3 separate regions of the Arachis hypogaea genome follow, and regions 2 and 3 are each linked to region 1. Evidence: chromatin contacts called from public Hi-C data. All regions are on one chromosome and are shown on one strand. Each heading gives the region's core, a stretch centred on a gene start, on an enhancer-like site or on the middle of the called end of the contact. The rest is flanking DNA. Distances are from core to core; before and after follow the strand shown. Region 1 has its middle 15 kb from the start of LOC112695128. Region 2 holds the start of LOC112695127 (probable indole-3-pyruvate monooxygenase YUCCA5). Region 3 has its middle 5.4 kb from the start of LOC112695126.

The links. A called contact is a pair of places that touch in the nucleus more often than the background predicts.
Region 2: a Hi-C map of leaf shows a contact between it and region 1, with 4 times the contacts expected there. The contact joins the promoter of LOC112695127 here to the enhancer-like site in region 1.
Region 3: a Hi-C map of an unstated tissue shows a contact between it and region 1, with 5 times the contacts expected there. The contact joins two enhancer-like sites. A contact is called at or near these places in 5 of 8 Hi-C or Micro-C datasets (leaf and an unstated tissue).

What each region holds. Positions count from the first base shown.
Region 1 is chr6:544,455-547,883 of arahy.Tifrunner.gnm2.J5K5, forward strand. No RefSeq gene overlaps it. Among protein-coding and RNA genes, the nearest start is that of LOC112695128, 15 kb to the right of the region's middle. Within about 2 kb of position 2,152, at least 3 of the 3 cell types and tissues checked have open chromatin away from gene starts, as enhancers often do.
Region 2 is chr6:507,240-511,085 of arahy.Tifrunner.gnm2.J5K5, forward strand. LOC112695127 (probable indole-3-pyruvate monooxygenase YUCCA5) reads right to left here and starts at 1,602. Exons shown (of 3, transcript XM_025747340.3): 1 at 791-1,602; 2 at 328-702; 3 at 1-232. The coding sequence starts at 1,438. The coding sequence ends at 5.
Region 3 is chr6:487,726-491,596 of arahy.Tifrunner.gnm2.J5K5, forward strand. No RefSeq gene overlaps it. Among protein-coding and RNA genes, the nearest start is that of LOC112695126, 5.4 kb to the left of the region's middle. Within about 2 kb of position 2,261, at least 1 of the 3 cell types and tissues checked has open chromatin away from gene starts, as enhancers often do.

The DNA of each region.
Region 1 (3,429 bases), core at 902-3,401:
CAAAATTGGAGTTATTCTAAGAATTCACAATTTATTTAATTATTATGAATAATTAAGTATGAGGAGAGAAAGACAAAGTTAAGAGTACAATATATATTATTGCAATCTCTAATATATAATTATTGTGACAAGGAATTTCGTGATAGCGATATTGTTTGATAAATGCTGTTGCCTAGCTAGTTCGTTTTTATTATTAATGATTATTGGACATAATCATTTTGAAAAAAAAAAAAATTCAACACTAACCTAAATCAATGATCACTACTTACTGGGCTAATTAATACCCTGTTAACAAACAAGCCTGATCCTTTTAATCACTTGACATGTCCAAGATAATTAGCAGTTACTTTCATTTTTTTTAATTTTGAAATTTAATAATAATAATAATAATAATAATAATAATAATAATAATAATAATAATAAAAGATTCTTAACATAGGAGTAGTATTAGGTTTAACTCAATTAAAAAATTATATTATAAATAAAAATATAATATAATAATATAAAATATGCATGATGTAATTAAAAATTCTAATTTTTTTATTTTAATTCTAGAAATTTTTATTCTATTTTTTTTATTTTTATCTGGTATCATACTATTTGTAATATTTACTTATATAATGTCAATAAATTAAATAAAGAAATTTATTTATAATATTATATTTACATTTACATTTGTTTTTTACTTTTTAAGTGAAAAATAAGTAGATGTGTTAATATATACTGATTTTAAATCCAAACAATTCATATTAGTAATGTTTGTGGACATAATAGTAATTTTTCAATAATACTGTTATTAGTTATTACTATCTTTACCAACATAGGTATTTACGTAATTTTGGAGGCACATAATAGTTTTGAAGAGAACCAACTTAGGTTGGTCGAGTGGTCAACTCATTCATACGCTTAAGTAAGTGTCAGAAATAAAGTTGACAAGAAAAAAAATAGTGACAGTCATTTTCTTAATTTTTGTTGGTATTTATTTATTTGCCTTTTTGGGAAATCTTTTTCCGCGATTTTCTTAGTTTGTTATAGATTCTTGTGAAGAAGCTTCCACACACATATTAGATGGTTCAATTGGAGATTTTGCATAGTACATAAAATGAAAGCTTGTCCTCTATAAAGAACTTTATGGTTAGATGTAACGTTTTTTTTTTTTTTTTTGTATTGGAAGATGGATGTAATGTATGAATGAACAAACTAAAACATATAGTTAGCTTTTCTTTGTAGTATTTGATGCATATGCATGTAAGATTTTACGCACATTATCCATTTCGTCTAAACACTTGATAGGGGAAAATCCATATTTTTTTGGACTATACATACATACATACATACTACTTAGACAATTAATATTTTTTATGGTAAACATTATTTTGACATTAATATTTTTTTTAACAATTAATATACATTTTTTAATTTTATTAATTAAAAAAGTTAAATATGCAATTATTTAATTAATTAATAATAACTGTATTTTTATATTAATATCAAGAGTGTTTGATATATGAATATTATTATTGAAAATATTGCCAAGAAATTATATTATTTTTTAAAATTATTTTTTAATCTGGCAAGTTAAGAATTAATCTGTTACCAATGATAATTTAATTTAAAAATTTGTATACACAAGATGAATTTAAATATCTTATACTTATTTAAATGAATAAATGAACTGATTAATGATTATTCTATCCATTAAGTTGGTTGGAATTAATATAAGGTTTAATTTCTGTTGGTTGCTATAGTTTCGTCAAATTTTTAATTAAATTTTTATATTTTTTTTTTATTTGAGTCCCTACACAATTTTTTTTACTTGGGTCCCTATTTAATTAAACCAATTACTGTTAAAAAAGATCTAATTAAAAAAAAAAGATAGTGCAAAGATGAAATTAAAAAAAATATATATAAAAACCTAATTAAAAGTTTCACAAAATTATAGGAACAACAGAGTAATTAAACCTTAATATAACGTTATTATCATAAATAAAAGTGGGCCAAAGAAATGGCAGATTGCCATATACTAAAAAAATTGAAATATGGGCAAAATGTGAATACAAATGGAATTTCCACAACTAGGGAGTGCCTATATATAGGATAGTGAGAGAAATTGATTTTCATAGGGTGGAGGACCTTAACACCATTGGGAATGGACCAAAAATTGGTTTGCATTTCAGGTGAACCTTGTGGACTAGTATTATTTCTACAAATTTTGAATGGACCATAATAATGACAACAAAAGCTAGAACAAACTCTTTTATCTCTTTTCTCTTTCTCACCAAAGCTTATCCAAATCAACAATCATAATTTTTGAGGCCCAATTATCATGGACCGTGAGATCATCAACATTAATAAACTTAGTGAGATTACAGTTGTGATGCCTATAAAATGTTAGATAACTATAGGGGGGGTCCAATACCATATAGCATGGTCCCTAACTTTTTTTTATTTTTTTTTAATTGGGTGTACCTATTCTTGAGTAATGGGTATGTAATGTAACCCTTGTGTGATTGTGCTAGTCAGTGGTGGAAACTATTGGGGCCAGAGCCATGTGAATTCCGAATGGGTTTGGCGGAACAAATTACAAAAGTTTCAATCTTAAGACTTTGTGATTTTTTAATCACATTATATTTTAAATTAAATATATTTTCTTTTTTGAAGGGAAGTTCCTATCAGCAGCGGATTATATCGTAGCAATTAGCAAATAAGTTGCGACTTCATTTTCATTCAATTTTAGGTTGACTTACAAATAACACAAATCATTGTTAGGATAAACGAATTTTTGCACTTTTCTCCATGATATGATAATAAGAAAATCAAAACAACCCATGTGTTCCTAGACCACAGTTTTTCATTCCATTTTTTTTAATTTTATTCACTCAAAGTTGGGCTTTTTTGGTATGAAAAACCCAACTGGTGTACAGTTTCTTATCCAAACAATTTATAATGCAGCATGACAATGTCAAAGATTTGATTTAAGTTTGACGCTGACATCCAATTGGAATTTTGTTTGAGTGGCTAAATATGTTGTCTCTTAATATATTGTATTTAAATTTAAATTTTGATGATAACCAATTAATAGATAGAATCCTTAAATATGTCATATGTGTGTGAGTATGTAGTATCTATAAGTGTATGATGCCTAAGATTAGGAATTGTTGAATCCATCCGACACAAAAAAAAGTTTGAAGCATGCAGTAAAGAACTTCAAAAAATTGAAGCATATAATATTTACAAACTTAGAAGGCTCATTCCCAATTTATTTCATTAATTTTCTAGTAAAATATAATCTTTTACTTTATACTTGTAAATGAGGTTAACATTTTATTTGGATAGATAATGAAAAATAGGAGAAAGAAAATAAGAAAAACAATAAGTAGAAAGAAAATAAAAGTAAAAATTGATTATTTTATATGTTGTTTGGATAAA
Region 2 (3,846 bases), core at 352-2,851, 38 kb before region 1:
GCATTTAGAACTGAGAAATGCAACGCCTATGGCAAGCGGTGGTTCGCTGCTGCTTCTGCTTGGTCTCTTCTTTCCACACTTTTCCAATATCTTGAGCAATTTTCACAGCATCAGATGAAGCACCAGAGAGCCCTCTCTTTGTGAACCCTACAGCATACACTCCTCCATTCCCTTTCCATCCATGTGGAAACGGCATCTTTGGGTACCCGTTCTTCGAGAACAATTCCCCTTCCTGAACAAACAAAACAAAAATTCCAAGTTTAGTTGGCTCACAAAAATAATCTGGAATCCAAAGAGTAACGAAAAAAAATATGAGTTGCTACTCACTTGAAGCCAAGAGGGGACATTGCTTCTGTATCCGGTTGCCAGCACAACGGCGTCCACGTGGAGCTTCTGGCCGTCGACGAGCTCGACTTGGCCGCCGCCGTTGAACCTTTTGATTCCCGGCACAACTTTGATGTCACCGGATCTGATTTTGTCCAAGGTTCCAATGTCCAAAACAGGGGTTTTCCCCTTTGTGTTCTTCATCTCCAGTGGCCCCATTGAAGGCCTCTTGAGACCGTACTTCTCCACGTTTCCAAGAACAAGCCATGCCAATAGCAACATGATCTTGTCCACCAGCCATAGCGGCAGCCACTTCAGCATCATAACCGCCAATTCGAACGTCGATTTCCCAAGAACCTGTCTTGGAAGTACATGAACCTGTGTCAAGAACAAAGCAAACACATCAGAATGAATACCCTTCACAAGGGAATAATAGTAATAGAATTGAAGTTAAAATTAAACTAACCGAGCTGCGAACAACCATGGACGGCGAAGCCTGGTGGTTAACAAGATCAAGAGACAGTTCCATGCCGGAATTTCCGCATCCGACAACAAGAACATTCTTTCCCCTAAAGCTTTCCCCTGACTTGTAATCACAAGCGTGGATAACTTCTCCTTGGAAGCTGGAAAGGCCGTCGATCTCCGGCACGACGCACTCGGCATTTTCGCCGGTAGCAACGACGAGCCACCTGCAGATATACTCAACCTCGGCGGTCTTAACCCTCCAGAAACCGCTGGTGTCGTCGTACCTGGCTGAGTGAACGCACTGGTTGAAGTGAGGGTTGATGTCGAAGTGGTTTACGTAGGACTCAAGGTATTGGATGAATTGCTTCTTTGAAGGGTATTCTGGGAAATCTTCAGGGAAAGGAAGTTTAGGAAGCTGGCAGAACTGTTTAGGAAGGTGAAGCTTCAACCTGTCATAGGTTCTTTTCTGCCATAACGACGCTATGCAGTCTTGTCTTTCGAGAACAACGAAGGGTACCCCTTGTTCTCTCAGGCATGCTGCAGTTGCAAGGCCAGAGGGTCCTGCCCCAACAATCACTGGTCCGTTCACCCATATACACCTCTTTGACACAAACTCCTCGTGATCTACTAGACGAAACAAGTTCTCCATTTCTCTTGCTTTCTTAATAATGTTTGTGAGTCTTCTTGGATTGGATGATGGAGAATGAAGGGCCTTCCAGCCTCTTTATATAGGGGATTTTGGACCCTATTGTGATAGATACTAATCACATAGGTCTCTGCATGTGATGGAAAGTGGCGAGTTAATGCTCTTTCAAATCATATGTCTTTCTTATTCATTTATTTTTATTATTATTTCTGCTTTCTCTCATGTCAATATTTTATTTCATCATATTCTGTGTCCTTTTTTTTATTTCAAACTATACCATGTTATGCTGTATTTCTTATTTGCGCAAACATTGCCATATCATTTTGAAAGGGGAGCACTCAAATAAAACTGATTAAAATATTGCTTAAAATTTTTTTTATAAAATATTTTTTATTAATTAAAATTTAATATTTATAATCATTAAATTGTGTTATTTTTGTTAAAATGAGATCAGATAAATTAATTTAGCCAAAAATATAATGAATTAAATCTTAAATTAATCTAAAATTAATATTTTTTATAAAAAAATAACTATAATATCTTTATTATAAAAAAAGTAATTAAAATATTACATTATATTTTTTATTAAAAAAATCAATAGCATAACAATTAATTATTTCAGGCTAACATTTTAACACTGCTGTCAAATTAATCAAGTTTTTATTTAGTTTGAATTTTAGATTTTTTAATTAAATTTTAGATGTTTTTATTTTTAAAAATTTTAGATAATCTTTTTTGTGTTAAATATTAACTATAACGTTGAATATATAATTTTATTTTTTATTATATTTTTTGTTGATTAAAATAAAAAAATATAAATTATTTTTAATTTTGATGTACTAGTAATATCAAATGTCATGTAATTACATTTGTTTTTTTATAATTATTTATGTAATTAATATAAAAAATAATTATTTTTACTAATGTGATGATATTACTGCTTATTTAAATTAAACAAAAATTACTGATATTTATCTTTAAGCATAGAAAATCTCAAATGAAATAAATGATAGTACATATGTAAGTACCGAAAAATCACAAATAAAATTAATGTGAGTACAGTATTGAGACAGATGGAATTGGGATAGACGAAATTGAAAATTAGATAATGATAGCTTGGTTCAACTCTGCACAAGGCACAGAGTAGAAGAAAGAAATCAGAAACCGAAAAAAATCACAGAAAGAAAATTCAGAGAAATTAAGAGAGAAAGACTCACAATTCACACACGTCTCTCTTGTCAATATCACGTTCCCCTTAATAGACACCAATCTTATTAATTATGTTTATTCTAATTTGAGTGCGTCATATGGTGATTTTTGTTACCACTCTCATCGTGTTCTGCGTGCTTGCTTCTTATAAGTGCAACATATTACTACTATTGTTATCGGTTTTTGAGTTAGATGACGGTGGACAGTGATAAATCTAAAGGAATTTTCATACTCGAGTAAGACATATCTTTATAATTATTATTAATATTAAAAAAATTATTAAGATTTATTATTTTTTATTAATAATTAATTATTAATATTTAAATATTAAATAAAAATATATTATTTAATTATTAAATTAAAAAAATAAATTAAAAATTAAAAATAATAATAATAAATAATAAAATTTTAATAATTTTTTAATAATAATTTTTAATAAATTTTAATATTTATGTAATTAATATAAAAGATAATTATTTTTGTTAATGTTGATATACGACTGCTTATTTAAATTAAACAAAAATTACTGGTATTTATCTTTAAGCATAGAAAGTCTCAAATGAAATAAATGGGAATACATATGTAAGTATCGAAAAATCACAGATAAAATTAATGTGAGTACAGTATTGAGACAGATGGAATTGAAAATTAGATAATGATAGCTTGGTTCAACTCTGCACGAGGCACAAAGTAGAAGAAAGAAATCAGAAACAAAAAAAATCACAAAAAGAAAATTCAAAGAGATTAAGAGAGAAAGACTCACAATTCACACCCGTCTCTCTTGTCAATATCACGTTCCCCTTTAATAGACACCAATCTTATTAGTTACGTTTATTTTAACTTGAGTGCGTCACATGGTGATTTTTGTTGCGACTCTCATCGTGTTCTGCGTGCTTGCTTCTTTTAAGTGTAACATATTACTACATATTACTACTATTGTTATCGGTTTTCGAGTTAGATGACGGTGGACAGTGATAAATCTAAAGAAATTTTCATGCTTGAGTAAGACATGTCTTTACAATTATTATTAATATTTAAAAATTAAATTAAAATATATTATTCAATTATTAAATTCAAAAAATAAATTAAAAATTTAAAAATAATAATTAAAAATAATAATTTTTAATTTTTTAATATTTTTTACACTTTTATCCGTTGAATATAGCAAGGTCAACAATGTTACCAAGCGAAGAAAGTAGAGG
Region 3 (3,871 bases), core at 1,011-3,510, 57 kb before region 1:
ATTGGATTTTTCTTTTATTAATATGCTTTATGAAGGACTGTGTTTGTATTTAAAGTTGCTATTTGATTAAATAAGAAAGTGTGTGTGAAAGAGAGAGAGTTACGTTGCACTTAACAGAAAGTTAGTCATTGATCATTCTCAAGATCTTTAATCTTGCTATCTTGATCTTTAGTCTTACTATATACATTATTTCAAAACATCCAAAGAACGTCCACATACATTCATCATTTTGGTCAAATTCATTTTACCTTTTAAAATATGATTTTTTTGGTAACCGAAATAAATTAAACAAAAAAAAAAACAAAATAAATAAAATAAATAAATTGCTTAAATAGAGAGACAATCCCATTTAAAATTATTATTAAACTCCTTCTAAGGTGAAGGAAGCTTCACATGAGAAAATTGTAATTTCATCGTCATTTTTTCATAGTGTCCGCCACTGTGTTTGCATCTCTCATAATCAAACGAAAATTAACACGCCAATTCCAATGCATGATATCTCTTATTTTGAGTACCAATTGATCAATAAACCCAAAACCATCTTGGTGATTAATAACAAGATTAAACGCTTCCACACAATCTATCTCACAAATAAAATCTCATTAACCCACATCCCAGACTAAGAGATATCCTCTCCAAATAACAAACAATTCCCCTTAAAGAATACTATTACTCTCAATCATTCCCAAACACCCCATTTATCAACTTCTATTACAATTTCTAATAACACAAGCAAAATCAATACTATCACCCGAACCAAGATAATTAGCATCACAATTAATCTTGAAAGTACTAATGGATGAGGGATTCTAAAAATTATTTACGTTATGTTTGGTTGGAATGAAAAAAATAGAGATAAAGAAAATAGAAAGGAAAGAAAGGAAAAGAAAGAAATTGAGTGGATTTTTATTTTCTTTAGATGTGTTTGGATGGAAAAAAATAAGAAGGAAAGAAATGTTATAAAAAGACAATTTTACCCATATATTATAATATATATTAAAAAAGTGAAGGAATAGTATTGGAAATAGAAAGAAAAATGTTAGTTTTCTCTCCATTTTCTTTCTAATGTTTGAGAGAAAAAAATTGGTAGGCCCCGCCAGTTTTTTTCCATCCATTTTTTCCCTCTAATTTTCCTCCTCAACCAAACAATGGAAAATAATCATTTTCCTTCCCATTTTCTTTCCTCCCTTTTCTTTCCTTCCATTTTCCTCTCAAACAAACATAGTATTAGAGTAGAGGGAATGAACATACGTTGTAATTCAAAAATATTCCTAAACTCCTTTTCTGAAATTAATGCCAGACAAATCTTTTTTTTTTTTCGGAGGCCAAGTTTCATGAGAATTAAAGATGTCATTATTCCTTACTTGCTATATTCACCAAAGTTCCGAAAAAAACTTGAACGGATGCTCTCTGCTATGATACAAGAACCAATTCTTCAAATCCAAAGGATGACTAGAAATATCCAACATATGCCATACAAGCTGAACTTTTAGACAATCCCGAATGCAATGTAAACCGATTCCTGCCTAGAAAGATATATTGGGCACCTATCCGATGACGACATCCCTCTTCTGAAACGAAAACTTACAGTAGGAAGAGTCTCTTTAAGACACAACCAAACCAAAAACTTGTGCTTTTTCGGAGCAAGTTGGCGCCAAAGCCAAAGCCAATTCTCCCGCTCTTTCCAGCCAAACAGTTGCTTACACAATCACAAGTAACCATTGCGTGAGTCATCGACTTTGACAGGAAACTCAAACCAATACTAATCCACTTCAGAACTTGCTTGCACATCTGGATTGTAAGAGAGAATATTATTTTTAAGATTTTGAGATAAAGAACAATAAAAAGTATCCAAATGTTACTTACCAACCGACCAAATATCCTGTATACGAAAATTCGAATAAGAAATGTGAATATAATCTATTTCATTAGACAGTGTTTCTCTCCTCCAGCTAGAAAATAAAAAATCCTTCTGTATATAAGAAAAGAAAAAGAGAATTAGAAGAGAAGAATATGAGAGATAACAAAAAGAAGAGTGAGGATAGTTATTGGTTATTAATAAAAATGAATCTACACTATTAGTTAGTTACAAAATCCTACTATATATAACAATCTAATGATAGGTGGCACACTCTTAAGTGTATAGAGAGTCTAACTAACTTCCAGCTCATATAACTAACTCTCAGCACACTTAACTACTCTATACTCTATCACAAACATAACACTATCCTCGAAACTTTAATCTAAGAGTTGTAAACGATAGAATTTCGTTACTGACACCCATGACTTTTTTTTAAATCAACATTATCTTATATTCTGAAATTACACAACATATAAAGCCGTCATTTCAAAAAAGTGCTGCATCTATACACATGTTGGTACTATTTGTGAGATCCCACCATTGGTGTCATTGTCTTATATATACAGTGGTAGTAAATTAATAAACATGGTGGAATGGGCTAGCTGCTCATAATAACCAAGTCATTTATCACACTGCCATTGTCTACCCAACATCTTCATTATCATCATCACTCATCTTGCTACCTATGTCTTATTTCTAATACATTTATTATATACTTGCCTATTACTCCTAATTAACTATTTCATTTAACTCTCAAAATATTGTTACAAACATTTCCGTTATTATTTAAATAGAAAAGAAATAAGATTTTCGTGTCATTTAATTTAGATATATATTGAGCATCATTATATTAATTAGTAGTAGTAGTAGTGGTACTTTTTGGTCAGGAGTACTTATTGAATGGTACTAATACTACTAACTATAGCACAACACTTTTATGATGAGTGACGTCTCCTCATCATGTTACTCAAAATCTTGGGACATAATCTGAAAATCATGTATTAGATTTAGATTTTGCTGAATATAAATACATGTTAGCTAGATTATTGGTATATATGCCTATATATGGCGCAGCATTCTTGTAATGCATATGGATGCACATTTTTCATTTTATTTTATTTTTTACCACTTACTCGTTGAAGAAGCGCAGGACCACCTTGTTCAAGTCTGTTGTAGTCTTGTAGACATTCCCATGTGAAGAGATACAAGAGAAGCTGCAAGTACATAGTTTGAGGAAGCTAAGCAAAACAATGGGACAAATACTTGTATATATTTAATCCATAAATTACGTCACTACCTATATATTTTTACTGTTTTAGTTTTAATTTAGATATTTTTAGGGTTAAGTATGATTTTGGTCCTTAATACAGGGGTTGAAAATTTTTTTCGTCCCCAATTTTTTTTGCATATAAAATCATCTCTAAGATTTAACTTAGTTTTAAAATCGTCTTTTTCACCAAAATTTTAGTTTTTATTACTAAACTACCCCTAATTAAAAAAATTATAAAATAAAAAAAAAACAAGAAAAAGAACACGGGAAAAGGGAAAGGACAGAAAGGAAGAAAAAGAAAGGGGAAGGTCGGAGGGAAAGACGAAGAAGGGGGGAGAGTGAGGGACGAACGTACATTGAAGCCAGCAGATCCCCGCAGGTGGACGTCGCGCCCTGCTCGCCATTTCTGCTCCTCCTTCTTGCTCGGTCGTCGGTCGTCCCTGATTGTTGCCAGTCGCCGCTGCTCTTCGTCACTTGTCATTGTGCTTCGCGTCTTTACCGGTCGTCGCTGTGCTTCCGTTCTCGCCGCTGGTCCTTTCTAGGGTTCCAATTCTGCTTCTGATTTGTTGATTTTGTTAATTACATTGTTGATTCTTCTGTTAATTATACTGTTGAATTTTTTATTTGTGGATTTGTTAATTTTGTTAATTACATTATTTCTGATTATGATTCTATTATTTTTGTTGATTCTAATTTCATTCTGCTTTCATAGTTTTTTTGCTTCTGATTCTGATTTTATT